4 separate regions of the Anser cygnoides genome follow, and regions 2, 3 and 4 are each linked to region 1. A link is a contact called in public Hi-C data. All regions are on one chromosome and are shown on one strand. Each heading gives the region's core, a stretch centred on a gene start, on an enhancer-like site or on the middle of the called end of the contact. The rest is flanking DNA. Distances are from core to core; before and after follow the strand shown.

Region 1 (7,579 bases), core at 1,282-3,781:
AAATTCAAGTTCTGCAGCGTTATCCACGATTTTCCACTGACGGTCATTACTCAATCTGCTTCTGAACACAATATGGGACCATGTTCTTTACAAACTTGTGAAAAAGCGGCAGCAACAAAACCCAGTCCTTATTTTTTGCAAGAAAGCATTCCTGTTAGAGAAATGCCCAGACTTCAGAAAAAATCCTGTCTTGTAAACTGTGTTAATGAACACACAACTCTCCCTAAAATTACTAAGAATTCTCTTCCTTCATCCAGACTTTTCCTTTAGACCTTAAAGTTTCAAACCTCATGGAACTGCTTTTTATAAATTCATGCTTCAAGTGTTTTATAATCCATGTTCTGCCACAAGCTTTTAAATACATTCCCTCAAGCATGACAGAAGACTTCCTATGCTATAAAGCTTACAGCCGCAAACGGTCCCCAAATGGATCTAGAGCAAAGCACAGAATACTACTGAAAAAAAAAAAAAAGGATAGGAGAATAACCTAACCACAGCAATTCCTCTTTTAAAAAAGAAGGAAGGACACAAGTGCAAACAAAATTAAAAGGTTATGTTATGGAGGGAACTTAAAACTGCCAACCTGACTTAGATCTGTAAGTACTGGAAAAACTTTCTTTAAGAGACTAAACCTGTGCTCAATTTATCCTGCAGGGCTGTTCAAAGCAACACGAGTTCAGAAAATTCTGAAGTCTCACAAAGGTACTTTATTTGAAAGAATTACACAAATTCTACGTCACAAACTAGAGGAAAGAGCTTGAAAATGCGTTGCAGAAGTCTTGTAACTTAGAGACAGAAGCTAAATAGCATGAGGAAATTAAAACACCTCCTGATACTCTGAACATAAGTTTTATATATTCAGATCTGCAAAACTGAAGGTGTTCACGTTTGAAGTTTACTTGAAGGGATGGGGGAGAACAACTTCTCCAGAAAGTTTACAACCGCGATGTTTTGTAAGTCTTCAGGAAGAAAAAACAAATTGAGAATTAGAAAAGGCAGCGGACGAACATCTGCACTTTGTAAACAATCGTCATGGAAGAACGGTTTTCTGCTACTGCTCCTGCTTCGTCTTCTCATCTTCTTCCCTGTTTATGATCAGCTGACAAATCTGTATTTCACACTTACCAAAGCACACTTTGGGGTTCTGGGGGGAGGACTGCGTGGGGGGGTGTTTGTTGCAAAGACTTCAAAGCACCCAGGATCGCATCAGTTCATTATCGCCTAACAGGATCGAAGTGTTTGCCAGGACCTGCAGTGGCACTGATTGCACACAGCTGGTGCATGTCCCCTTCCTGCAAAAAGGAGGACAGGCAAACAAAACAAGGAGCAACACTGCCACCCAAAATAGCCAGCAATCTGTCCGACCCCTGCACATGTTAGCCTGTCCACATTTTAAAAAGAAAGCAATTCCTACACACGGTGAAGAAGAAATTAGAGTAAACAAATTACTGGACATGTTCTTGCTTGCAAACACTCTGTGCTTTCCGTTTTTCCATCAGCATTTAAACAGTGTATGTTTTAGACCAAGGAAATCTAAACATTTATATCGTTACATCCCAGTTAGGTAATTTTTTCATCACCCTACAAGACTAACACGCACCAAGTGACCACAGCATGCTGTGCCACGAGGAAACCACTCCAAAAAATATTACGCTAAAATAGATGCGCCTGTGTCTTCCCTCTACCGTGTATGGAAGAGTGGTGGTCTTTCGGCCAAGTTCTTCCTTTGAAGAAATGAGTTTACGTAGCCCTAAACAGTCAAGTGGCAGTCCCTTGGTCAGCACCTGGTGCAGCTTTAGCCGCAGGGGCTGGCTGGGCAACTGAGCAGCTCGGCCCAGGTAGCACCTGGGAGGACAGGACAGGGAACAGATCCTGCGGTCTTGCACGGAGAGCACTTGTCTATAAAGCTATCGTGCGTGCAACCTTCTGCTGTGAGGCTACCAGACCGACAGGCTTACTTCTCTGAGCCGTGCAAGCTCTGCACGTGTGGTGTTGCTGGCTGGAGTCCGGACGAGGCAGAGCACGGCTGCGGAGAGCTGACTCGGTGAGGACCTGCTTGCTCCCGGTGGAGTACTCCATGGTTTCGGGCTTCTTTGTATTTGGCTATCACACTGACACACAGTGCATTCACAAGTAATTCAAGCCCACTTCGGGTTTTTGTTGTCCTTGTTCATTTTCAGCGCAGCTACCCAACCACGGAGCATTTGTAACGAAGCTTCTCGTTGCTATCTGAAGTACTGCAAGTCTCCTGAACCTTGTCTTTATGAGCTTGTTAAGGCTGCCATGCACAGCAAGGCTCGTTTAATTTACAGAATTAAATCACCTCCTTATTTTAAAACACATCCATATTACCCACTACATATCAACTGCTGCTATTTTTCCAGAGTTTAAAAAACAAACAAACTAGCCTCCAACTTTAGCTTCCAAATCAGTTAACACGTGAGATGATGCCAGGCATTTCCAAACACACACACACGAACACCAAATTTTGCCAAGTAGATCTTACATTCCCCAGTCCCTCCTATTTCGGCTTTTATATCCCTGGCTGGCAGGTAGAATATTTATCTACTTCCCTCAAAGCAACCTTAGCATGCTGTGGCAACTGATTACAGAGGAATGCAGACACTGGGCCAACTTTGCTGCTTTATGCTGAAACAGGAGCAGAAAGGGAGAGCTTGCTTACAAGGGGCTGAGATCCAATCTTTCTCCAGCGGTTGCCCCACCGTTAGGTACTTCTGCGTGGCAGTGATGTTAAGTAATGCCTTGCAATAGGCAAATTCCTCAAAATGTGGTATGGACGGGCTGGGAGAGACGAAGAGGGAGTTGACTGCAGCACCTTATCAGGTCAGGGCTACAGTCACAGCTAGGCTGAGAAATAACACACAAGTCCAGAATTACCAACGCTCTCTCATTTGTGTTTCTTTGTAACCCTGCAACACACCAGAAGCACATTTTAAAGGAAAGGCATGAAAACAAGAAGTACTTGAAAACACAATACTCCCGGTTCTAGTCAAGCAACCAAAAGCAATCACTATGGCAAATCAATGCCAAAGCCCATTTCCCTGAAAAGAACTGCTTGGCATGAGAGCTTTAAAGGACAAGTTAATTTGAAATCAATTCTTCAAACAATGCTGTCAAGCTCATTTTGCCTCAATAACTGAATAAAGTAGATTAGCTACTTTATTTTAAAAGCTATTAGCTAAACCTTTATACAGGTTCCTAATATTTAAGCTTATGCTAAGATCAGCAACAGAGTTAACGACCCCTATTCCAGACTGTCTACCCTACATTACACCTCTATAAAAATACTCAGCTTTGTTTATTTAACCTTAATTGCTTTCCTAGTGCAAAATGTACCTTGTCACGACCATGTAAGTGATCTGCTTGCCCACAAGAACTTTCTGAATGTGCCATCAATATTTACACATGATGAATGCACTCAACCCGCATCTGATCTTTGGAACCAAAGTACAAACTCTGGCCTAGGCCATACACACTTTTCTACTATTAATAAACCCTAGAAATTTCACCTAAAGAACTTTGTCCCTTGCAAAAACTAGAAAAAATAGTCAGCTTTAGCAAGTAATAGGGATTAACTGTCAAATCTAGCCCAAATTTCACTGAAATTGATATGTAAGGTGTCTAACCTTCAACCAGGGTAAGTTCATGCGGTAACTTACACTCCCCCTTTTGAAGCAACGTGTCAAGAGCAGGAAGAGTTTAAACATAAATGCCACGGGAAAGACTAGATAAAGTAAGTGGAAGAACAGTTTTGTTGGGGACTGAATGTGGTCACGGGCTGGCTGCCTGTCCAGCACCTGCAAAGGAAAAGCAGCCAGAGAAGCACATCAGCAACATGAAAGGGAGGTCTGGGGGAGCTTCACGACACAGCACTGGCTAAAATGCAGTTCAAAACCTTCAGGAGGAAACACAAGGAGAATGCCTCCTGGTTTGAATCTTATTGCATTCATGAAAAAAAAAAAGGGGGGTTCTCCTTCCTAAAGTTTTAAAAGCATTGTATCAGGGAATGTTCAAATGAAAATCTACACCAGAACTGATAAGGTCAATTGAATCAATGATTAGCAGAGGTGCTGAGGAGTATAGGGATTTCAAGTAGAATAAGCAGGTGATCAGGCATGAAACCAAGTACAGGATGAATTAAAGCATAAGGGGATGGATTGGAACAAAGTAAACAGCAACAAAAGTACAGTAGCAAGGTAGAGACTAGAAGAGGAAGAAATCAGGTAAGACAGTGGAAAGGAGTTACCTTGCATCTTTAACACGATGAAGAAAGTTTGTCCCTAACGAGCTAGAAGAACGGAGCCAGGAAAAAAAATAAAGGATTTAGGATAGGTGATGTTTTCATTTGTACAAATTCTTAGTAACAACACTAGAAAAAAAGTGTTTTTTTGTTTTTCTGTTTTTTTTTTTTTGACACAGACCACTTACTGTGAAATGCCAACAGTTTTGTTGTTTTAAGTATCCTTTGAAGTTTAGGCATTTTCTGTGGGCTTCCCTTCAGAAAGATTCAACAGTATGATTTCATGCTGAGCCTGAATTTGTTTCCTCGACAGCACTGCCTTCGAGTCTTAGTCAAATAGTATTATCTGCAGTTTGGTAAGGGCTTGGATGCATCTCATTCAATTATTTGGCACTCTTACGGCTCAATTTGTCATCTTTTTCTACAACATTACTCAAATATGTAGTGTACATACAGCTGACTCACAGTGACCAGACACGGGCATTACCTTCTGTGCCAAACACACTACTACACTTAAAAAAAGATCTTAGCTTATTGTTTTCCAAACAGACAAAGGTTTGACCTGCTGAAGCATAAAATATTTTGTCAGCATTCACTTCTAACACTTCCAGACCATTTTTCCAACTCCACCTTATTACCATCCCCTGAAAGAGAAGGAAATGGAAAGCTCAGAAGAGCAGAGATGGTAGCTCCATCCAGGAGCATAATCACAACTATCATCTTACACCATACTAATTACTTTCCTTCACCCCAAGCTTCCACTCATTTCAACACAGAATCACAGAATCGTCTAGGTTGGAAGAGACCTCCAAGATCCCCTAGTCCAACCTCTGACCTAACACTAACAAGTCCTTCACTAAACCATATCACTAAGGGCTACATCTAAACGTCTCTTAAAGACCTCCAGGGATGGTGACTCAACCACTTCCCTGGGCAGTCCATTCCAATGCCTAACAACCCTTTCAGTAAAGAAGTTCTTCCTAATATCCAAACTAAACACGTAACGGTTTATCAAGCTACCTTCCTCCTGCCATGAAAAGAATGCTAAGTGATCAATACTAAATCAGGGAAAAAGCTGACAATACTGTGAAAACATTACACTACTTGCTTGTAAGCAAGAAAGCTTACAAGCCTTACCTACTGAGCTTATAAGAAAGAAAAAAAATGTGCATTCTTACTTGAGCAGGTTTCAGTCAGGAGTCATACTGCAACTTGCTTCTGATAGAAAGTATTATTAATGTAATAATAATAGACAACTGTTTGGAAGGCAAAGAACGGGGTATCAAAACAGCTGAAGTAAGAAGATCCTATAAGGCTGTGGCACCTTTATGAGGTTAACTCACGAGCCCAGCCACAAGCTGTTAAGTTTATTCCAAATCCCTCTTCTTCAACTCTACTGTTACCAAGTGTAAGGAATTCATTATCAAAATATACCTCCTATAACAAACATAGTAAAGAAAGGGTTCCAAATGTTTACAACCAAACAAGTTTTGTATCTTTTGGAATAAAAGTGAAAGCTAAACTAAAGGAAATGACAGGAAGAAAGGATAAAAAAATAAATTTGTTATATTACAGTCAACTAATACCTCACCTGAAGGTGACAATTACTTAAGAGCAATAAAAATAGAGAACTGCCTATTTTTCTTGGCAAAACACCTGTTCTGAAGTTTGGAAAAAGGTCACTTGCAGCTGGGCTCTTTCCTCTGACAACTGCTTGGGCAAGGCAAACCTCTGCAAGCACCCTTTGCTTACAAGCACCACAAACCTCCTCGCGCTGCCAGCTTCCCCAGAACAGCTTTAATCACCGAAGTGAGGGGTGCCGTGGAGGATCTGACTGCCCCATACCGCTGCACACCAGGACACGTGCTCACTGAGGAAGCCGGCTTCTTATTGCCAAGGGCGAGCCCGAAACGAATCCTGCATGTTCCCTGCCTGTGGAAAAAGGACTACTTGGCAATAGCAGGCATTTCAATCAGGCGACTTCTTTATTGCGGGGTTAGCCCGTTTGAGGATCTTTTCTTCCTTTCTTCCTCGCCACGGGAAGCTGTCACCTAAATTATTCTATTTGTAGTTGTGCAAACAGTCGTTAATTATAAATCCAGCTATCAATGCAGAAAGGTGACAGCATGCCAGCGCCTGAAGCAGTGCTGTCTGCTTGAACACAGGCTGCAGTGGCTGCAATTATGCTAACAAGTCAGGAAAGAGGAGGAAACATCTCCCTTGAGCATCTCTTCTCACAAGCAAACAGAATAGAAACACCTTACTCCCAAATTAAATAACAGGTCCTAAAACGGTTAGGTGCCAGGAAAAAAATAGGTATGGCTGATCCAGATGCAAAGGAAGAGAAAGATCTTAAAAAAGAAAAAAAAAGTCAACAGCAACAATATAGGAGATAAAAAATAGAAGGCTTTCACATCCGAGGAATGCTGACCTTGTAACTGTTTCTTCCCTACTGAAATGCTTTTTTACTAGCTGGGACAACTGCCATGGTTTCCCCTTTCAAAAAAAAGAAAGAAGAAAAAAGAAAAAGAGTGTCCAAGAGCAACAGCATAACTCAGGGGTTAAGGGAGAAGAAGTTATTCTAAAACAGGCTTATGAAGTAAACTCATATACACGTACTAGGTTCTGGTTGCAAAGTTAAGCATTCCAAGCAGTACCCAAAATTTGTTATCCAAGCTCAACCCAAATCATAACCAAGCCAAGCAGTCCCTACATTTAATTTCACATGCAAGTATGTGACAGAAGAGCACAAAAGATTATTGAATATTTAAGTCTATTTTTCCCATAAAGCAGCCTACAGGACTTGTTACCTCCAGTAAGAGACAATGAAGTTCCATTCTGAAAGCCGGGTCTAAATTTTCACGTTTTCTGACGTACTACACACATTTCATTTCTTATATACAAAGATACCACCACGCTAACATAGATCTTAAGAGTATTTCCTGAGCCATTTCCTGAGCAGAATTTCCTTGGCAAAATTCGAAAGCCCAGCCAGCACACTGCTACAGGGAAAGTCAGAAGCGTACTTCGACTGTTGAATGATTTCTGCAATGAGCTGCTGGGGCGAAACCAAAACGCCTTGCTTCAGGAAGGCAAACCACTAACACCAGCCATTTTGAAAACAGTAGGTTGAAAAGCCAAACACACATAAAAAGGATTTGTTCACCTCAAAGTGTCTTAAAAGTATACATTTTCCCACCATTCACAGCTTTGTCCTAACATGCTCAGTTTGTTCTGTAACAAATATACATTCTGCCATAAAATCCTCTCCATTCAGGCATTCTCCATTTACATAAAGCCAATAGCAAAGCAAAAAAA
Region 2 (7,579 bases), core at 1,639-4,138, 260 kb before region 1:
GTGTTAATGCTTAACATTCCATTTAGTTAAATCCAGATATCACTAAGGTTATAAAAAACAGTTTAACCCACCTTTTGAATTTTCTTTTAAACTGAGCTTCAAGACACTGTCTTAGTCACTAGAAGGCCTAAGCAGAACAACTCATGAAATCTTTCCCAATGGTAGATGAACTCTGCACAGCAAAGTGCCAACTGTTCAGAGCATCACAAAAGTCTCTGCTGCTTGACTGACTGAACCACACTTTAGTTTCCCAGTGGCCATACTGGCAATTTGGTGACCTTCTGTCCCCTGTGGAAAACACTATGCTATGAGCTCGGCATACCAGACCACAGGGAGCATTTCAAACTCAGAGGAAGCACACAGAACTGTGGTGTGAGGAGAACAATCACTGGGGATGACAGGTGAGCTCTGTAAGAGCCATAAGAGCACAGAAATCCAGCTATTGGCCTGGTCACATTAATAGTCTTGAATATATCAGCCAGCACAGTTGAAGCTGATGCAAAATGATTATCAGATTAAAATAGCTGGTTCTTACATCAGCATCATGAAAGTTGTGGAGATGGCCACAGCAAACACTTATCAAGACTGGAACATCCATGTCTTTTAGATACTGCTCAGGAACACATGGGAAGAGAAAGAATGAGAAATCACACTACAACAAATAAAAAGTGGTGATAACCTCCCCCCCCCCCCATCCTTACCAATGAGAAAAATTAAGAAATGGTGAACTAGTCTGAAAAACTGCTCTATTTAAATGGTATCTTTAAGAAAGGGCATGATCCAAAATTCCTTCTTTTGAGCATATTCTTTGAAATCTATTCAATCTGCCACCTACGTACAAAGCCATTAACAGTTCAGGTTACATGTCATGCTGATAGCAAATTTTAGACTCAGATGATACTATGATCATTTACTGTGTCAACTTCATGCTGAAAGTATTAAAAAGAAGGATGAAGTCTAGCTTGAACTGGGTTGAGTTTAATTTTTGAAGCAGATTGAATTTAAAAGATGATCAGCTTAAGGACAGAAGGCAAAAAAAAAGAGCTTGTTCCTCCTCCCCGATTTCTGGTAAACTTAGTGTTTCGACATAACATTCAACTGACAACATGCAATGCCACAGCACTTACAGGAGTGTAACTTTTCAGACTGAGACTGTCCTTGAAAAGGCATTTAAAGATGATGCAATTAAAATACTGGAAGCAATCTGAATTTCACTGTACCTTTCTACTCTATATGGCCTAGCACACACCACTTTTAGCATGGGTTTTAGGAGTACAAGAGGGCCAATACAGATCTACCAAGAAGCTCACTGAGATTTTGTTGAGATGAATCAGTTCCCTACCCTTTAACGTGTGGTTATTACAAATTACATATATAAGGAAAGGTTGGACTTGGTGCTTAGGGACATGGTTTAGTGGGTGACATTGGTAGTAGGGTGTAGTAGAATGGTTGGACCAGATGATCTTGGAGGTCTTTTCCAACCTTAATGATTCTGTGATTCTAAGTCTATGTATGTAATACCTTTATGTATTACTTACTACAAATATAAGTTTATGTGCATACACACGGGTATATAAACAAGGTTGTAAACACAAACAGCACAGTGGACTCCTTTATCATCACTACCCCAAATGCAGACAGCCCTTATGCTACCAGTATGTCTAAACTACAAACTCTGAATCTAACAGTTGGAGAGAGAAACCAATCTGCCAAATGCCAATTGATAAGCATATACCTACTTCACTGAGACTGGTAAATTTGTAAATGAAGTATATTAAAGCATTTATGTTATACGCAAGATACGAGTATTGCATTTAGGCTTCCTGTTTTCCACTGGCAGAATGAACTAGTAATTTGTGTGTTTAGACAACTCATAAACATAAATGAGTGCATACACATGGTCATAACCAGATGGACTTAGTTCCTCCCCCACCAGATCAGCAGAAACATTTATCAAGTCTCAAAGCAAACAGAGAACTTAATTTGGAATTGCCTCCCTTCCCCCAGCCCTCCGCCCTGTTAACTTACAAAGCACCACACACTTGGGCAGGGCAGCACCAAACCAGACTTTATCCTCCAACTTGAAAAGTTCATGACAAATGTTTCAGCTTTCTGTGATTACAAGTGTGTAGCTTTAACAAGTCACCAATATGTACTTAGAATACCTATAACCTATTGGCTACAGTATAGATATAATCATATTTTAGTAAGCTATCAGCTTTGTCTGTGCTTTTGCACTGTTCTTTACCAAATTCTTTGTGATCAGCGCCATGGAAAAAGCTGTAAGCTTTTAATTTCAGCTTATAGGGCGTTCCACAAGGAAAGCTCATCTTTTCCACCCTACAGGCTTCTCACTAGATAGTCACTTCAATCCAATGCAACAGATAGCATTAAAGCAAGGGAACTTTGTACTGTAACACTGCAATACCTTTAGTCAACCTCCGTTATTTGAGTAAGGTGAAATTCTGCTTCTAGAACAAAGTCCAGATAAAAAGGTACTACAGCTAAACTAATTTCCTCAATCTTACGCTACTCGGGAGGCTTTGTGACATCTACACTGCATGTCTTATTTTTTTTTTTAGTTTATCAGTCCGATAAACAGCCTATTTCTCTAAGAGATAGTGCTTGAGATCTTGTTTTGGCTAGTATAAAACTCAGAATTTGCTCCTGAGGTACATTTGCAGAGGCCTCCCAGACAAGATTTCCTAAAGAAGAATACAATGGATGCAGAACGAGCTGCCCAAAATCGTACCAAGAAGTCAGCAGGGCAAGCAACCACTGTTGCCAGCTCCTGAGAGCCGGAAGAGCGCTCGGCTCCTGTGACATCCGGCACGCTACGGGCGTCGAGCTGCTCAGCCGAGCAGTCAGCTCACGGCAGCACAGGACGAAGGATGTGGGGACTCCTCACGGGTGAGGCACGCTACGAGAGCAGACTTCTTGTGAAGGCGGAGGCCCAGGCTGGCAAATCTTGCTGGAGCTGTCGAACAGAGCAGTACCCCGCACGCAGCACAGGCTCCCGGGAGGCTGCTAGAGATCACCCCTCCACAGCACGAAACACGCTTTTACCTCGGGCACTGCAGTGCAGTACTTCATGGTTTAATCTCATCTGGGTCTTCAGCAGGCAGGCTAAGATACAGGCGCACACATCCTTCTGCCAATTTAGTCACAAAGCAAGACAGCTGGAGGCACTGACACCGCAGGCAATTCCGGGTAATCGCTTTGCAGCTGTTTATCAAAGCCTCAAGTCTTTCTGTCCAGGAGGGGATTACAGACACTGTCACCTTACTACCCAGACTGTAAAACACCTCTAAAGAAGCTTTGGCAGCATCACAAGAGAAGCCGCCAATGCCTACAACTTAAAATAAATGGATCTTAAACTTGAAACCTTCACCCAGGAAAGCTGGTCAATACATTCACCCTTTGGCTTTGCAGACCAGGAACTCCAACTCGCCCCCGTCACCCTACAGCTGCACAGTGTCATACAGAGGACTCCAGTGCAATAATGCCCCTCACCTGAGATGCATGGAGGCACGTGTAGATAGGCAAGGAAGCACCAGGAGAGCTGGGGACTCTTCTCAAGCATTTTACTGGTTCCTCCCCACCCCCCCCCCAAAAAAGGCAAAATTGTGTTCAAAAAAAGAATGTGTTTATTCAAATGTTTAGAATAGTTGTCATTCCAGTTGAAATCTGTCTAATATAATGTGTGGATTTGGAACTAAAAAGCATTTTCCACTGGAACTTTCTTACCATGATTCAGAACCGTCCATTTGTGATTTCAAGACATAAATAATGCTCTACCTACTTCTTAGAAAAAGCATTGTTTTAGATCACATTCTTAAGCCACATTTCTTTCAACAAATATGACAATTTTTAATCTGGAAAATTCACCATGAAGTCAAACACAGTTTAATTTCCAAGTGAGAAACCACAAAAAAAAAAAAACAGGAATTAGATATTTCAATCCAAATTTGGTATATTTCCGCTTCTCACAATCAATAGTGACTATTTGTATTGGCAACAAGACTCATTTCTGGAATATCCGCAAATAAAGTTTTATAATTAAACTCGGACCACTTCAATTTTGTGGATCGCTGATAGGTTAGGAATTGCAGCCAGTCTCAAAGGGCTAAGGAGTATAGGAAAAGTACTCCATCACAAGATATCCGCATCAAGAAATGACCATTAAAAAATAGTCTTTTCAGCCCTGGTTCAGCTTGAAATTCCGCATGTGGAGCCTAGAAAAAAATGTCCTTCTCTTAAATTCCTAGAATCTTTCTAATTTCAGTATCAGCTTTATTATTCTCATCAATTCTGTCTCCCTATTAGATTCCAAAAAATAAAAACTAGAGACAGCTGGGTCCAGTCAGGAATAAATTAAATGACAGCAGCCTAATTTAAACTACTCAATGGTTTCAAAAAAAAATTAAGTCTCATAAATAAGTCTAATTTCTTCCTCCATGAGACTATACATTTATTTAATAATGACAATAAGGAGCCTTAGAATAATAGGCTTCTGCTAGACATCTGACTTGGGCACTGATCAGCTCTAGCAGACCTAGCTCAAGCTACTTGCTTCCACCTCCATCACCGAGTCCCGCCGCTGCAGCAACACGGCATTCCCTGTTCACGTCACCCTAACCTGGCTGGCTGCTAGGGCAGGTGAGGAACACTCGCATGATCCAGCTGTAAGAGCACTAAGTACAAGAATGAACCATTCCTAAAGTGATTATTTATACCCTCAACCCTCAATTCAACAACACAGCGGCTTTTATAACACTTTTGCCTTGAAGAGCTCCCATGCCCTCTGTCAGGTTTTTCTTCTATCGCTTAGTCCCTTAGTTATGTGGTACCTTTAACAAAAACAGTTTCTGCCATTCAATGCTGTAAAAGCACTTCTTCTAAAAATTTATTTTTAGAGTGAAACATACCTGGATCTGATCCCTGACCTGGCTTTCAGCACAGCCTCACAAACAGCTGAAAGGGCAGCTGTCTGCCAGCAGCACAAGGATGGGAGCAAGAAGCCAAGAACTCCGAGCTCGTATTGCTCAGGAAACACCTGTATTCTCAAAGCACAGCCTATGAGACAACCTGACAGAAACAAGCATTCCTAAAATAGACATGTGTAGTCCACAAAAGGTAGATTAAAAAATGGGGGGAATTATAACAATTAGGAAGGGAAAGGAGGAAAGCACCCAGGCAGCAGCATTCAGTGCAATCCTGAGGTGTTCTGCTCACACACACCGGCCTTCCCTGGGAGAGAATTAACTAGTTAGGCTCCTGCTGAACCTACAAAACTGGCACAGTAGCAAGAGATGATGGGTCTTGCTGATTGCACAGACTGATTTGCATCTTTTGAGGATGCAGAATTGCATCACCACACTGTAGCTTAATGCAGTGAACTCACAGGACCCACACACACACCAACAGAAGCTTTGGTTGAAGATAGTGCCCTGGATTTAAGCAGCACTGTAAGACTCTGGTGAAACAACAGAAAAGCAAATGACCATGAGCTTGCAGCAGAGTGCTACAGCCAAGAAAGTAAACATGAGCCTTGAATGAAGCACGCAGCATTAGGTAAGGAGCAATGCCCTTTCATACAACGCTCACCAGCCATTACAACATCACCGCTGTGCTCTGTTCAAATGCCTGAGCATTTAAGCACGTCTGCACAGTCACAAATAAGACACCAAGAACAATTTTGAGTTTCAAAAGCATCTAGACAGAAAAATTTCTTTTTATCTATTTAGAATATCAAAGACAGGACTAAGAGGTGACGTGTGTGTGAAATCCATGTGCCTTCATGTGGAGAATATTTTTCCCACAGTCCCGAGACTCTTCATCGCAAGCCCGCTCAGACACTAAGCCAGGGGATAACAGGGACCATAAAAATACCAGATATATTAAAGGGCCTATCATTATTCTGAACCGTCCACATACAACATGAAGCAGTAACTGCTTCTCCTTAAAGACTCTTAATAGCAGAAAAACTAATGAGATCCAAGGAGAGATGTTGCTGCTAAAAAGTGACAATCGGAACATCTTGCAAGGAGGTCTAGAGATTGAGCAGGGAAGGAGAACAGATTAAGTGTTCATAATGACCCTTCCTGACCTGAAATAAATCTACAGTTCAGCAGCTATTCCTTTACAAGCCATCCATATGACTAACTCCCCAATATAATTTAAAGAGCCATATTCCAAAGGATATTGAGGAAGAGCACGCAGTTAACTTCCATTTAACATCATCATAGCAGCCTTAACAAAATATGTTAAAAGAAGGAACAAATGAGAACAAAAGACAGCTGGAACCTCTGCTAGCCACTTATCCAAAGTGAATTTTCTTTGTTTAGCAGATGAGGTAGTCCTGTTGGAAATAGCAATAAAGATGGAAACAGGTAGGAATAATCTTTTTAGTGTTTTTCTGCAAATCTTTCATTCTAACATAATTCCCTTTAAAAAAATAATCACTTGTAAAAACAAAAAGCAAGAGCAATGTGGTCCTGTTAGTATATATAAGCATGCATTCATTTAGTCAAGCCATATGGAAACGGTCTTCCTACCTACTTACTCAGATACAAAAAGTACAAAAATAATAGGTTCCATAAATCCTAGCTACCTTAAACATCAATGTTGTTTTTTCCCTACCCACCAGGAACCAGTCTCACAAGGGCTTTTTAGATACAAATGTCGCTTTGAATAACATCATAAATTCATTTAGATCTGAAACCAAGCTGCATGCTTGCCTCCCAGCAGTAACTATGGTGCCCGTTTCCACATTTATAACCTATCCTTTAGCTATAAAACCACTCCAAGTTTATTAGCACTGCAGGTTATGTCCGTGTATAGGACAGAAATAGAAGTATACTCCAGAGCACACATTTCCTCACCAGCCCTGCACCCAGCAGCTGACTGACTGCCTGGTTCATCTCTCCAAGAGCTTCCACTAACATCTCTGCTTCTGTTGGGGTTACCTGACTTTTACAGAACATACTTCTCAAGCAAAGCGGGTTGACACTCTCGGAAGCAGACACAGCGATCTCATCTTGTCACTTTGGAGCTGTGCTGAATTAATATTTCGCCTGCAGGGATGTTTCTTAGCACAACAAACTCCTGCTGGATGGCACAGGGTCAGTCAACCATCTAGCAGTTTATTTCAATCAGTGTTTTCACTTGCACAAAACCCACGGAAACAAGAGAATTTCATTCTCCACCTCACTTGTATGAACTCCCCAATGCAGACTATTGCCCTACTTTACAGGCTGGTACAAAAAAGTTTGCAGTTTTCTAATTTCTAAGGCTCATAAAGAGAACTGCAGTCGCCATTTAAACTGCTCAAAATTCCCCACTTAGCATTTAATTAAAGCCTACCGCTACGTTGCTTAAAGCTGAAGCATGCAAGAGGGAAGAAGTTCGCTTTAAAAGAAAATTTGTTATATGCAGCCAACGAAAAGCTGGTGAGAGAAATACAATGCAAAAGGTGACAGAAGCATTGTGGTAGCAATAGCTAACAAGTTTTCCTCCCTGTACGCGCTAGGCCTTGGGATGGGACAAATGGCACCGCTGGAGCTGCCACAAGTCAGCT
Region 3 (7,579 bases), core at 2,548-5,047, 240 kb after region 1:
AGTGATGAAGTATTCTCGCTCCAAATGTCCAGAAGTTCAGAAAATTACCATTTCCAGTATAACCTTTTAGATCCACCTTTTTGACACATTTCCACAGTATGACTGATGGGCTGGTTACAAAAATCTTTACTCCCATAACCAGAGCTTTCTCAGTCAAGGAGGAAAAAAAAAAAAAAAGGGAAAAAGAAGGGATAATTTCTTGCAACTCATAAAATACCTGTGCAGAGAGATCACATTTATTTGGGAACCATTTAGGCTGAGAACTTCAGAGGTACTGAGGTGCTTAAGCAGGAACGAGCTGGTTTTGTGAATCTGGGCCTCGGTTACTATGGTGACAGGGACCATGGCAAACACTCGTACATAAATAGGCCTTACTTCATCAAGGGTTGCTTTTCGAGTGCCGAGCTTTTGTCTGGAAATGGTTTTAGATGAAGATGTTAATCTGAAAGCATCTCAGTCTGCTTTCAAAATACAGGGGGCTTATGTAAATCTGTTCACATGTTTCCACAGACTTCTCCTTCACATGGCTTAGGTATCGCAGGCAAATACGACAGGTCTGCAGCATCAGTCTGTGCTTCCCCTCGCACGGGTGACAAGCCACAGGTCTGGAGGACTGCTGGCCACTGCAGCCGGTTTATTTGCCATCTGCTTCTCAAGTGGTGTGATGGCCCACCTCAGCAGTGTAACTCTGCTTTTCCTTTCTAAGAAGAACACTGAAGCATTCTACAGAGAAAAAAAAATTAAACAGCTCCTATTACTTTGAAGGGGAGATAAAATAATATAAAGGGCAGAGCCAGTGATCCTTGGCACAAGGGTTCTTGAAACCTGCAGGACCCTCACACTTTGGTAAAACAGAGGACTACCCCATCACTTGCTAGCTTGAAATACCGTGAATGCCAGAGAAACCATCCTGGTGACCACAACTACAGAAACACTCAGGAGTGAAAGGCTTTTCTGGTTGTTCGTCGCTGAGCCGATCTACGGCTTCAAAGCCTCGGCGTGCTCACTCTCTGCACACTGTTCGCACTGAGCCACATTCGCATTTTGGCTGAAACAGCCCCAAGATTTCCCAGAAATTGTGAATGGGTGTTCGCTCACATGGGAAACATCATTTCTGCCTGTCAAGTTGCACTTCATTCACTTTAAATCCTCACAACTGTGCTTCCCCTGCTCCTGGCAGTTGAGGGAGAAACTGCTCTGCACATGATGGATGCAATGAGGCATAAATGGCTGTTGAGGGATATTCTTGGCTTGCCTTAAAACAGAACCCGGCTGCAATCCCTGGCAAACTCGTTAGGAGACGAGGAACAACAGCATTTTAAGGAGCTCACAAGTGGCACTTTTAGAATCGTAAAACGAAAACAGCTGAGGGGAAAACTTAAAACACGTTAGCACCAGGAAACCTCTGTATAAATGCCACTGCTTTACAAAATGAACAGAAAACATCAAACTTAAGAACAAGACACTGTGTATGCGAGAGGGAGCTGAGAGAAATATTCTGTAACCTGCTGCAATCTGTCCTGTGCTGTCTGAGGAACATTGTTCAAATCAAAATGGGCACGGAAATCATCAACTGAGTAACTAATGCCATTTTAAATATTTAAATATTCCATTGGTTAATTCTGATATCAATTAAAACTATTAATTAGAAAAGTTCACCCCATAGGATGTATGTTAATTAACCTTTCCTTTCTGCATTTTGTGCTGCCTGGCAGCAGCAAACGTCATGAAATCAAAAGTAACTAAAAAGTATACTAACGACCATAATTGCCTATAATCCTTCCACACTGCATCCTCATCCTATAGAGCTGCTAGGCAGAAAACCTGAGCCAGAAAATGCAGAAACTGCTTTGTATCTCTCTTTTCCTCATTATCTGCCTCCTGGGAGTTAGAGACCTGACCCAAGAGGTCAGGAAATCCAGATGTCAGATGGTCAGCCCAGATGTGGGAACAGACAATGACGTTCTATATATTCTGGGAAACATTCTGAATACCAAATTCATCATTGGTGTGAACCACTGCAACTTATGAACCTGTTTTTGACTTCTTACTCTGCACAGTGAAGTCCCATGAAAACTCAGGTCAGAGGGAGATTCTCAGGATGAGCAGAGGGCTAATCGCATAGGCAGTGTATTGTCATGCACAGGATGACAGACCCTGCTCAGCTGAAACAGAATACTTAACTTGTGGGATGAGACCCACAGGTAATGCCTTCAAAACAGCAATAATATTGACTTCTTAAATTCAAGGATTTTTATAAAACAAAAGAATAGGATGGAGAAGCCTCATCATGTTTGACTTCTTTGAAGGGCTATTGGGCATGGGATGATCAAGAACATTTGCAAAATTCTTCTTTTTGATACAAAAAAAAGAAGTAATGTCACAGCTGACACCTGAAATCTGTGCACAAACTCTGCTCATGCACAGACTAAAATCTTTCTCCTAGTTTCAAGATTTCTTAAATCTGTTGTTGAAGGAAGGGGGTAACTATTCTTCTTGTTACTACTACTAAATTTGCACACTGCAGCAGAATCAATAATTGTGACAACACTGATGCAATTCCTATCAGCCTATGCACGTGTAGGGGCACAAGCGTTGTTACATCCTCACAGTTGCACAAAGCTCTACCCTTGATTAACTTTCAAGAAAAAATACGGTCTAAAATTTATTGCTGCTGGGATCTCAAAGTCTGGAAAGTGTATTCAAGCTAAATCGAAAGCCTGGGTACTTTCATGTATTACCTTGTACAGTGATGAAACCCTTTTGGGAAAAATGTAATTGAGTGAATAAATCTTACGCTAAACACGGATTTAACCTATAACCCTCTTGCATTAGTGAATCTAAGCATTCTACAAATTCATCAAAATAGGTAAGTTTTATTAACAGCTGAAAAAATACATTCCACAAAAACTAGGCATTACAACAACCTCCTTTGTTTTACTCTGCACCATCACATTCCAATAGGCTGTTGTGAAAGTCATCTCTTGTCACACAGAAACCAGACAGGATGTGAGCAGTAAGACCTGCCCAGAGATTGAGAGATCTACCAAAGCTGTCCTCCAGAGTCCTGGGCTTGATCCCGCTGGACTTATTCACAGCAAAATCAGGTCTGAATTACAGCCGTGAAGCAGGAGAACAGAATTCCAAGATGTTTACTGTACAAAGGTTTCTCAGATAAAATCTACTGCCTTCTCTGCTCTGTGTACTTTTAAACTCTACCTATTATGATTTCAGCACTCTTTCTGAAGATCTGTCACATCTCTGATGCTTTGATATTAGCTTTGGTAACATCTAATATCACAAGGAACAGAATGAAAAGCGCAGAATAGATTTGATGAATATTTATTCAGAGTTCTAAATACATTCATGATCTGTATGTCTGTGCCCTTTGCACACTGCTTTCTGCAAACATTCCAGCAAATGTGCTGTGAGTTTGAGTGATTACAGAATGTTCTCGGAAAGTAAACACAGAACTTGCAATTGTACACTTGAAATCTGATTCTAAGGGTTATACTCTAAAAGCCAAAGGCAGGAGCTTAATATTCACCCTATGTCACATCAAAGGGCTCAAGCGCTGAATTGCAAAATCTGTGCAACAAGAATGTCAGAAGAAATTATTTGGTGAATAACACGCTACACTGGAGAACAGTCAAATTTTTGTGGGCAATTTCCAGAGTAAAATGTAAGAAAATTCCTATCACAATAATTATGTTCTCTGCCCAGCTCATTAGGAATTTATCCAGAAATGGACACCGAAAGGCAGGGATTTCAGCAACTTTCCTGCAAAAGCCATATTTAAAAGACAATTCAATCCCAGTGGGATGTGTGAAAGTCCACCATACTGAAGTATGTATTTTTAGCTATTACAATTTCAGATTTCATTAACTGTTTGTTCAATGTGACAGGGCAGCAGGAGATGAGTGCTCCGGTGTCTCATTTTGTACTTTTTTATCATCTGTCTGGACCATCTGGCTGCAGCACAGCACCGCATGCCCCTAAAACAAAGATGGATGCACGAATTGTTAAGAGATGCTATCAAGGGATGTCTCCTGTGAGTATTAGCAGAAGGAGACAGAAGCAGTAAGTGGCCCACAATAAAAAGCAGAAGTGCTCTTTCCTAATCTACTTTGCTTGTGATTTAATGACAATTAAATGTAGAAGATATTTCAAGTTGTTGCTCTTTATTGACATTATAGACCTACTGGGCTTTTCCTCATTATGCATGATTAAAAAAAAAAAAAGTTTTTGAAAAGGGCAAGAACTGCATACAATTTTTTAAACTTACAGTTTCATTCTTAGATCACACCAGCCTTTGTAACTCTGCCCTTTCCTTGCATAATAATAGTTTTACAGAAACATAAAAATTAAGGTATTGTGACAATCTTTTGCACCAAGTCTTTGAGAAAGCAAATACCTTTATTATCCCAAAATATTAGGCATAAACCTCGCTCTGTTGTGGTTGGTCTGCCATCAGGCAGACTTCAACTCAAAATGTGCAGATGTCTCCCACTAAGTCGGTGATCCTCGCGCTACATCTAGAATCACAGAATCACTAAGGCTGGAAAATCCCTCCAAGACCATCTGCTCCAACCGTCACCCTACTGACAATGTCACCCACTAAACCATGTCACTAAGCACCACGTCCAACCTTTCCTTGAACACCCCCAGGGACGGTGATCCACCACCTCCCTGGGCAACCCGTTCAATGCCTGACTGCTCTCTCTGAGAAGAAATGTCTCCTAATTTCCAACCTGAACTTCCCCTGGTGCAACTTGAGTCCATTCCCTCTAGTCCTATCACTAGTTACCTGTGAGAAGAGGCTGACCCCCAGCTCATTTAACACTGCACTGACAGTGACAAGCCTGGGTGGCTCAGGGTGGCCTTGGCCACTTCCCATCTGGGTTACTTAATGCCTGCTGCTCCCTGGAGAGCCACTACCAGGCTCAGCAGCAAGGGGGGAGAACTGGGAATCGGCACTCAGGGATTCACCCTCGTATCTTACAGTATTACTTAGCCCACTGTCCTTACAGAAAAACACAGCATATTCTGGTTAGGTTCCTGCAGCTGGAAGCAGGGCCACCCCTGCTTTGTGCCCGCCGGTTTCTCTGTTCTCAGTGTCTAGCAATACAAACGTTAATCTCTTCATTCCTGCTAGCCAAAATCAAAAAGGTTACATCAGCTCCCTCCCAGCAGACACTGACAGCAGCGGGATTTCACCAGCGGACACCCTGTTTCCAGGGTGCTCACCACGTCACAGGGGTGTTTCTGCACACTACCATGAGCCGGGCAACATCTGTACACTTCCAAGAGCTCCCTCTAAAACATTGTCTCCCGCTGAAGCCACCACCAGCAGTTTTAGTGTACTCCATGTACCCTCTGGTTAGGGGTCCGCTTATACCAAAGCATCACACTGCTTATAGCAATGCCGCCACAAGAGCTTCACAAAAGAACATGGAAGATACCTAGCTCAGTTGATATTCCTTGTTAAGATACCACTTCAAACGTAGGCAGATGTACTCTTGCTAATATCCCACCCTTGTAGCACATAAAGAACTTCAAGCAGCTCTCTGAATGCCTCTCGGAAGGCAGCGCACCTGAAATGGTTGATTATAAAGCAAATTCTGCTGCAGTGTATCAGGTTTTCATCTGACAGATGTTAGGCAGGTTCCCCAATTCTCTGCATACAGCTACTGATTGATTTGTTTCTTTCCTTGAGACAGAAATGTTTCTGCTTCCTCTGCTGCTCTCTCCCCCTCCTCCCTCCCATTTGGCAGCTATTACAGAAAACTCCTGCAGCAACAGCCATCACTTCAAATGCTGTCTGCTTTTCACTGGAAGCAGCAGATGTACCCAGAGCACTTCGCTAAAGTTAGCAAGGGAGTGTTGACATGAGGTATCTGCACCACAGGATCGCTGCAGATTTATTGGGTGCTTAAGCCTCAGTTCAGGAGAGTATTTAAGCTTGTCTTCAAGTCTCGATGCTTAAGAATCCTCGTTGTTTTCAATTTGTCTAAAATTACACACGTATCTGAATAACTTCTTGAACTGAGACCTTAGACGAAAAGGTCCTGGCACGCATCACTCATTCTTCCTCAACCCCTACAGATTATTCAAATCTCTTAAATGGCACAACAATTTTCTAAGTAATCCAATACTGCTATATCCACTTCTGAGCCAAACTGATTATTTTTGTTTGACCACAGGTCAAGCAGCAAAAAGAAAGTGGACTATTACTCCTCTTAATGCCAGCAGACTGGCAGTTGGGGAAGAGCTATTGAGCAGAATTGTAACGTTTTTGGCACAGCCTTTTTGTTCCTTTCTTTGCATGAACATCCTGTTGTGGAGGTCTCTAAGAAACACTTACAGGTAGAGAGATTCTGGCGAGGGCAACCTGCTGTGCTTATAATATTCCTCCCATTTGCAGCATAGATTTCATCTAAGATCTCAGTGCCTACACATTTCTTTTAACATAACTTCCAAGGTTAATCTTTATCAAAATAATGCCACAACTTCTAATAATCATGCCAAAAATACAAGTTTTTAGAAAATTATGAATAGTTTCCATTGCCTTTATGCTTCAATCTAACATACAACTGCAAGGCTAATAGACAAATAAGGCTAATAGAGCTTAAAAAACCACCACTGCTAAAAAGCTTAAAAGCGCCTCCGAAAATCTCACTTCCTCTCACCACAAACTGGTGGAGCAGACACACAGGTCATAGCTGCTGTTTAATTATTCGCATTCTTGTAACACACAAGAGGCTCTGCTCACCCACAGGATCCTACCGTGAGAGATGCTGTCTGCACACAGGATAAACTAAATTCCCCGAAGAACTTAGGGATAGCTTTGATCTCCTCCCGATTCCCAGGAAACCCTGCATATCCTGCAGAATCAACAAGGTTTATAGCAAAGCCTTGAAAAACACTTTACTACAAGGCAGACTGCACAAACCAAAATCAAAAGAAATCTTGTTTTGCTTAGATATGTTTCTGTGTGCATGCACACTGAGAAAAATAATTTCAGCTACGCATATAAATAAAGAGAAAATTACTCCTGAATACTTGTAAAGCTTTACAAGATCTGAAAGGCTATGCAGAAGAACAGATATCAGCAACTGGAGCTTCTTCTGTGTCCTCCCTAAACAAAGCTCATTGACCAACAATTTAAGAGAAAGAACCAACTTACAGTCCTGTGGTATCTGCTGTATCCAGTACCTAAAACTTCATATGGATATATGAAAATCATTGCCAGCTTCATTATCCTTATTGTTCTCATGAGGATTAATCTCACTGTTACTCTTATGTACCCCTCAGCAACATTACAATGGAAGAAAAAATACACTTCTGCTACAACGATGCACTCCTTTATGACCAACAGTGGTATCATTATTTCACTCCGAATGAGAAACTAAAAATAGGTTTACTTTTAAGTCATGATATCTAGATGCTAAAAATGATTTTTAGATATTTTTCACAATAACTCAGTCAGCATTTTTAGCTAATATACTGAATAATGACTGAACAATTGGAGAATTCGACAACTTCATTTTTTTGTTTGTTTGTTTGTTTTTCTCCACAT
Region 4 (7,579 bases), core at 2,851-5,350, 150 kb before region 1:
TCTCCACCCTCACTGATATCAGAAGATAACACAAGATTTTAAAGCCGTAGAAGACACACACCCAATCCGTGTCCTGGCTTTTCCAGTCAGCTCCCCAGTCTCAGATCAGCTGCTGGCCAAGGGCACCCTGCCTTCAGGGACAGGGAGGAGAGGATGGAGCGAAGGAGGCAGCAGGACCTGCAGCTCACAGGGAATGAATGTGTCAGCAACAACTCGTTTGGGAGACCGTGAGACACTAGGCGTATACATAAATGACAGTTAAATTAAAATTAAAGGATGAAATAAAGTCGGAAGTTCATCAGTGCAGTACAGGACACGGAATGAACAGTCATGCCTGGCAGCCATGGGTGTGTGGAAACTTCACAGGCTGTGCTCTGCCTTCACAGCTACCGTGCAGCTCACAGCCAAGCTAATTCCAGGATGCCCCATTTTCTCTCTGTTTTTAAGAAAACTGAAGTGTATTTAGGAGATGTGGGTCCTATTGATTTTGTTAGTAACAGAAAAGGCCAAACACTGTATTTTGGGATTTGTGAAAAATAACAGTATAGTACACTGGAAAATTCAGACTGTGATCTAAGTGTCTTTTCCTCTTGTTATCAAAGTCAGTGTATGTGTCTTGATGGTTTCTGTAAGGGCTTCATAATCAAAAAATCCAAGCTTTCACATGGATGTGGAATACAGATGTGTAAGCCAACCAAAAACTCTTCAGGCTCTTTTTGTGTGTGTGTGTGTGTGTGTTTTGTTTGTTTGTTCGTTTTTTAAGGACAGATATTTTTAACAATGTTAACTAGTAGAAGAGTAATAGAAAAAAGATCTCTGTATTGCAGCTGGCATGCAAGAGAAATTACATAGTCTGCTGCAATCTGCTTTCCCAACTTGCACAGTTCTAGTTAATCAAGTAGAAAATAAGCAACAATAATAAGAAAATTGTAACTATAACATCAACCTTTCCAACTTACTTCTTTTGTTCTTACTAGAATAGTGCAGGAGAGGTGCGGCCACTTATTTATTTCAACACACGCTTTACAGTTTAAAGGAAAGGATATGACTTGCTACTGGCTCCATAGGAAAAAAATATTGTAAATTGGTAAGATGCTTGCCAACAGGAACTATTTCAGATTGCATATTAACTGTAGGTCTGTGAAACGGTAGTTAAAAAAAAAGGATGTCATGTTCTTCATGTGTAAAGTACACCCTATTCTTCAAACAGAATTACATTTATTTTCACAGAGAGGTCAATATTGTATCATCATTTGCCACATTTAGCTTTCTCAGAATGAAAATAGGTAAAATAGAAAATCTTCTAATTGTCACAGATTTTGTGCGAAGCTACAATGGCTGTATGTCACCTTGATAAGCAGCTTATCCAGTACAAGAGAGCTGTGTTCACAAATTAATGTAAATTATGTGAAAGTACCAAAGAGTGGAACACGGGGCTATTATTCACTGAAAAGAGTGACTCACAGTATTGCCACTGGAGCAGAGCACAGAGCTGTGCTCTTCAAAATCCCAGCTTCAGCTTCGTTTTGCGAAACATTGTAATTCTGTCTTCTAACAAAAGTAGCTTTGGCCTTCAGTTCATCGGTCTCGCTGCATTAAAGATTCATCAAATACAATTTAAATTAATATTTTATTCCCTGTGGTCCTTCGCCTCTGGCAGCGGCCAGGCCCAGGCACTGTATGCGGCAGCCGACTCCTGCAGGCAGCCATTCTCTTGCCTAGGCCGCGGGGCCACCATGCCATGCGAATGCAGAGCTCCTGCAGGCTGTAGAGATGGCCCCACATCCATTTGTTAACCCCATGGCAGGGCTTTATGCAGGATACTGCTCACAGAGACCACAAGACCGTGGGGCAGATCCATCCCAAAGTTGTCTTGCCCACTGGTACAGCCTGTCAGAGCTTGTTGGGGAACACACAGCGCTTGGTGGTCCCCAGCCGCGAGGCATCTCATGGGCTTTTGTGCGAGCCCCTCACATGTTAATGCATGACCTAATGGGTCTGGGGGAGTTTTGTATCCAGGCCCAGGACTTCCCATCATCTGCCCACAGAGCACCAAGCTCAAATTTTATCCAACACAAGAGCTGCACGTTGGAAGAGCTCTGTCAAGCACTAGGCCTTTGGAGATTGCTAGGGCATCATCCGGAGAACTAAATAAACCAAGGCTATTTGTGTCTAATACATTACTAATTCCATGTGGTACCTCATTTTGTTTTTCAATTTTGCTTTTCTTTTTCCCCTGAATTATAAGAACAATTGGAAAAGGCTCTGATCACAGTGAAGCCATGCTTTGCAGGCGTTTTGTTACTCATGTTCCAGTTGTCACTTACTAAAATAGACCTGCCATAGAGCGTCGCCAGTGCGTAATGTGCTCAGAAGCTGCGAGTGATGCTCTTCCCCTCTGGTGTTTAGAAATTGGCCAGCAGCTGGAAAGCTGCTGGCTCTTCTCTCAAACTGAATGCAGAATTTATCTGTGAATGGGATAGTGTTTACTAAACACAATTTTTCATCATCCAATGAGAAAAGTGAGTTCTAAACCAGCGTATTCCAGAAATAAAATAAAATAAAATAAAATAAAATAAAATAAAATAAAATAAAATAAAATAAAATAAAATAAAAGTTATTCATACTTGTATCTTCTGTCCCCAAGAAGCACATTTGCATTTCTCTTAGTATACTTCGACTTTTATTTTAGCATCCAGCTCCAAGCTGTGCACAGCTCCTTCATGGAGCAGATGCAGATCAGCCCTAGCCCATACCTCACGTTTTGTTCCCAGCCAGGACTTGCCTCTTTTGCTGCACTTGGATATATCAATAACAGGTCAAGAGGCTTTTTTTGCTGTAACTCTTGTCCACCACACAACACTTTTGTGCCTCCTCAGCTCTCTCATCTTGCCTACCTTTTTAATTTCTGCAGTAGCATATTTAATTTTAACTTCCTATGATTCAACCATGAAAAAGCACTTTACAGAATAGCCTGGAAGACAGACATTTCACAAAATAAAAAGCTGAAGTGCATTTCTCAGGGAACAAAAAAATGTTCAAAGATGGCATGGTCTCTATTTAAGCTATTTACCATTTTTGAAATGCTTTTTCCTCTGCGGCAAAAACTTCACCCACTCCTGTATTGCAGCCCACGGCCACTGTGAATAGTTCAGAGCACCCACACACACATTCAGCTTCCACAGGTCTAATCACAGAGTCCTGTGATTTTCAGATCAGCCAGGATGAAAAAATAATAATAAAAATATATATTAAAAATAACCACAGTTGATTCAGGCTCCTGTGAATTTCCAGGTGCTTCTGCAGCAGTCGGGCCACTGAGCTGTGGGATAAGCACCGCCACAGAGACCTCGTACCACACCTCCTTGGCATTAACTGCTGGGGTTTTCCGGGCTTTGATCTCTGCATAAAAATCCGTGCTGCAATATTGCTGTGAATGGCTGACACCAAAGAAACCTGCTTGTTATTTCAGTTTTATAACCCAAACTTTCTTATCTTTTTACCAATGAATGTAATTACAGACAAATCAGCTCTGAAAGTAATGGCAATCACTCTCTTGCTCAGGGGGAGGAGAAATGAAAGATAAGATTGCTTTTCTCCTGTCTTTTTAATGGCCATGAGAAAAGCCTCTGAAATTAGCTGAATGAATCTCAGCACTTCTTTATTGGCCAAGATCATAATTTCATGGTTAATTATTCTGTTTCTAAACTCTCTCTCGTTGCAGCTTCCACAAACTCTTATTACCTTAGCAATATTTTTGGCTATAAAAAGTCTTGTGTTTTGTTTACTGGGACAGGAAAATACACAGTCAGGACAATGTCCCATCATGACTTTGGACTATGCAAATTCAGGGTTTCTTTTATGAACACAAATAGCAGGTCAGGTTACATATTTGTTCCAGCTGTGTTATAGCTGTTCAACAGTGTTAGTACAGGAACAAATGAACTTTTGTTTCTCTTAAGGGTACAGTTAAATTAAAATTAAAATCTAAGAAACGGTTTTAGGGAAGCCTCTGGTTCTTTGTCAGTCACAGCATGAGCTGGGCATTGCTGTTTTTCAAAACAGGCTTTGTTCCTATACTTCTGGCAGGTGCAAGTAGCAAACAGTGTACAAAATATAATGAAATACTTAATTTGAAAAACTTTGTGTGTTTTTTTTTTCCCCCCTTAATGTCTTCCAGTTAAGTGTTATTTGCAGTAATAAACACTTTTTTTAAAAAAAGTCTAGTAAAGCTGTGATTTTAAGCTGAGTGTCCCTAAATCATTGCATGCAGAAATTTATACTTTTATATAAGCATTAATGAATCAATGTCAAGAAACGTTGCAGAGAGCTTACAACACAAACACTGCCCCAGAATCATTTAGCTTTTGAATTCATATTCAATGAAAGAAAAATAAAAGCTAAAAAGTTCTTTTTCTTAGACATTACTATTTACCGTGCAGTTTAATGGGAAAAATAATACTTCTCAGGTATTGGCTCGGGGCAATCCCAGACATGAGCACAGACTGGGAGAAGAACTCATTGAGAGCAGCCCTGCAGAGAAGGACTTGGGGCTCCTAGGGGATGAAAAGCTCGACATGAGCCAGCAGTGTGTGCTTGCAGCCAAGAAGGCCAAGTGCACCCTGCATCAACAGAAGAGCAGCCAGCAAGTGGAGGGAGGTGATTGTCCCCCTCTGCTCTGCCCTTGTGAGGCCGCACCTGGAGTGCTGCGTCCAGGTCTGGGGCCCCCAGCACAAGAATGATGTGGGGCTGTTAGAGCGGGTCCAAAGGAGGGTCACCAGGATGATCAGAGGGCAACCTCAGGGCACCTCTCCTATGAAGAAAGACTGAGAGATCTAGGGATGTTCAGCCTGAAGAAGAAAAGACTCTGTGGTGACCTTCTTGCAGCTTTTCAATACTTCAAGGGTGCTTTTAAAAAAGATGGAGAGCGACTTTTTGCTTGGGCAGACAATGACAGGGCAAGGGTTTTAAACTAAAAGAGGGGAGATTTAGATTAGACGTCAGGAGGAAATTCTTCAGTCAGAGGGTGGTGAGGCACTGGCACAGGTTGCCCAGAGAGGTTGTGGATGCCCCATCCCTGGAGGGGTTCAAGACCAGGCCTGGACAACCTGATCTGGTGGGTGGTGTCCCTGCCCATGGCACGGGGGTTGGATCTGGATGCTCTTTAAGGCCCTTTCCAACCTGAGCCATTCTATGATTCTGTGCGTGAAGACAGCAGTATTGTGTAGCTAGGACATGACTTTGCTCTCCAGCTTTGCCCAGGAAGGGCTCTTACTGATTTCAGTTTGTGGTTCATAAATGAATGTGGATCTGGCCAAAGGCCTGCATGACCACAGGCCTGCATGACCACAGGCCTGCATGACCACAGGCACAGACACTTGGCCTTCAGGCTGCTTCCTTTCACCTGCCATCATGCAACTTTTTTGCATATACAAAAACCACCAGTAGTTTGTCATAGGCTGGTTCTCCCCCAGGAAATCACAAGTCAGGTCTCATTTATGCTCAGCTTTGGAGGAAGCTGAGGGCCCTCCACACACCGTAGGTTCAGGCATTTAATCAGCTTCCCTCCTGACTTACAAGAGAAAATGTTTACCAACATCTGACGCTTGAAGCCCCCACCCGGTGCACACTTTTGCACGCATTTGCCTAAAAGCTCCTCAGTCGCTCGTCAGACGCCAGCTGAGACTGTTTTGACAACAGAGCTATTCATGAGGATTCCTCCGAACGGAAACATTCGCTGCAAAGTCATTCGTGCTCTTATTTGTGCTCAGGCCTCCGAGCACATGCGAGGCGACCAGTGGGTGAACTGCTCAGTAGGTTGACTGAATAGTAATGAGTGACTTGGGTTTAAACCTGACATTGCAGCAAGCCAGAGCAGGGACTTGAGCCTGGGTATTTTTCCTTCAGATGTGTTTGCTGACCACGAGGTAGCTGGCTGTTCTGGGCTAGGAGGTAGTCTCACTTATTGGAGTTAAATTCGCAGGTTTCTAGGTGGGTAGAACAGGGAATGTACTGAAATTAATATATATATATATATTTTTTTTCTTTTTCATGGGATGAGGCACCCTTTGTCCATCCAATCTCTACAGCAGAAAACTACTTTTCAGATGATCTTTTCAAGGAACATATTTCATTGTTAATATGACTGCGATGAAGATAGCACAAGGGTGGTATATTAGCTGTCTGAGAAGCACAAACATGACAATGTCCAGCAGACTGGATGGACTCATTTTGAGATGCACCAGTGTGCTGCCTGAGGAGGTACCTTGTCTCTGTATAACTCCTAACCATCCTGTAAACAACTTCTTTTTTTTTTCTTTTTTTTTTTTCTTCCCTATCTGAGAATAATAGCCTTTTTTAAGGCAGTACTGTAGACATTACTTTATAATCATACACATTTTCAGAGTGCGAATGGGCATCAGCAGCTCAGCGCTCCATACTGAAATGTAAACAGACTCCAAGAGGAAAAAGCCAGCTAAAAATATTGTTAATATGAGAATAACAGCCATAAAAGAGCATGATGGAAATGAAAGGTGTCTAACTACCAAAAGAGCAGAGTTCTGGAGCAGTGCTGCAGAGAATTTCAGACTGGAGAAAAATGAAGCAAGCAAACAAGCAACAACAACAAAAACAACAACAAAAACAGACAAGCAAACTAATATAGGGCTATTGAACTTCATAAAGTTAGCAAACTATAGCCCGTAGTACTGCAGAGTTGGTCCTTTTGTTGGGTACCTTGATATGTTTTGGCCTATCAGCTTTACTGTCCTTAAAAACAGGCAAACTCCTGGTTATTTCTCATTGTTATTCACTATCTTTTCATTCTTTTTCTTCTTTTTTTACTATAGGCAATGAAAATGGGCAAGTGAGTCTTACAGATAATGCTGAAAGTCAAGGTGAAATAGTGAATGTAGTTTTAAAAAAAGCCATCAGGAAAAAGAAATCATTGTTAGGAAAAGGAGAAGTAGTATTTAAAAATAAAATGGAAACATTTCTCTATGCCAGAGCTATATTGAAAAAGGTGCTTTTTTGCTACTTCATTCTTCACCCTCTCTTCCCCCCAATATATATATGTTGAGGGTCCAACCAAAAATGAAATACAAATGTCACATGTCACAAGAAGACTTCCAGACTGATTTGGCAAGGAGTGAAAAATTCCCACTGGTAGAAAACTTTTCCCCCAGGGATCACCAACAGAAGACTTTGCCAAGGCAGATGCAAAAGCGCAGTTCCAGGGTTTGCAATGCTTTCCTCAATGGAGAACAACGGGAAATCCCTCCGTGCCCTTGCCTGCAGAGTGAAGCAGTCAGATGCAAAAAAAATTCCTTGTTGGTGGTACTATTCATGACCCCTGGGAGACAGAAAAGGATATGTAGCAGGGAGCAGTGGGCAATCTATAAACTGCCTTCTGTATAAGGCCCTTGTGTTCTGTTTAAGTGCAGCTAAGCTACATGGTGGGAACATAGCTGGATACTCGTTTGTTTTCAGTGCTGCAGAGAGTCTGAAAGTGTGCTGGCTTGCTGAGCTTCTCTGTTTGTTCTTAGAAATAGGAACTGTTTTCCCCACTTTTTCAGGCCTT

What was found. Hi-C and Micro-C count contacts between places; a contact is called where the count stands out from the background.
Region 2: a contact with region 1 is called in a Hi-C map of liver, with 15 times the contacts expected there. The contact joins two enhancer-like sites. A contact is called at or near these places in 2 of 7 Hi-C or Micro-C datasets (both in liver).
Region 3: a contact with region 1 is called in a Hi-C map of liver, with 17 times the contacts expected there. The contact joins two enhancer-like sites. A contact is called at or near these places in 2 of 7 Hi-C or Micro-C datasets (both in liver).
Region 4: a Hi-C map of liver shows a contact between it and region 1, with 4 times the contacts expected there. The contact joins two enhancer-like sites. A contact is called at or near these places in 2 of 7 Hi-C or Micro-C datasets (both in liver).

What each region holds. Positions count from the first base shown.
Region 1 is chr2:94,259,505-94,267,083 of Taihu_goose_T2T_genome, forward strand. The region is part of intron 1 of PTPN3 (protein tyrosine phosphatase non-receptor type 3); the gene reads right to left. Among named protein-coding and RNA genes, the nearest start is that of PTPN3, 56 kb to the right of the region's middle. Within about 2 kb of position 2,532, at least 2 of the 3 cell types and tissues checked have open chromatin away from gene starts, as enhancers often do. A contact at or near this core is called in liver, where this site is marked.
Region 2 is chr2:94,004,098-94,011,676 of Taihu_goose_T2T_genome, forward strand. The region is part of intron 1 of EPB41L4B (erythrocyte membrane protein band 4.1 like 4B); the gene reads right to left. Among named protein-coding and RNA genes, the nearest start is that of EPB41L4B, 15 kb to the right of the region's middle. Within about 2 kb of position 2,889, at least 1 of the 3 cell types and tissues checked has open chromatin away from gene starts, as enhancers often do. A contact at or near this core is called in liver, where this site is marked.
Region 3 is chr2:94,497,749-94,505,327 of Taihu_goose_T2T_genome, forward strand. All of the region lies in intron 3 of MOCOS (molybdenum cofactor sulfurase), which reads right to left. Among named protein-coding and RNA genes, the nearest start is that of MOCOS, 75 kb to the right of the region's middle. Within about 2 kb of position 3,798, at least 2 of the 3 cell types and tissues checked have open chromatin away from gene starts, as enhancers often do. A contact at or near this core is called in liver, where this site is marked.
Region 4 is chr2:94,107,496-94,115,074 of Taihu_goose_T2T_genome, forward strand. No RefSeq gene overlaps it. Among named protein-coding and RNA genes, the nearest start is that of EPB41L4B, 88 kb to the left of the region's middle. Within about 2 kb of position 4,101, at least 2 of the 3 cell types and tissues checked have open chromatin away from gene starts, as enhancers often do. A contact at or near this core is called in liver, where this site is marked.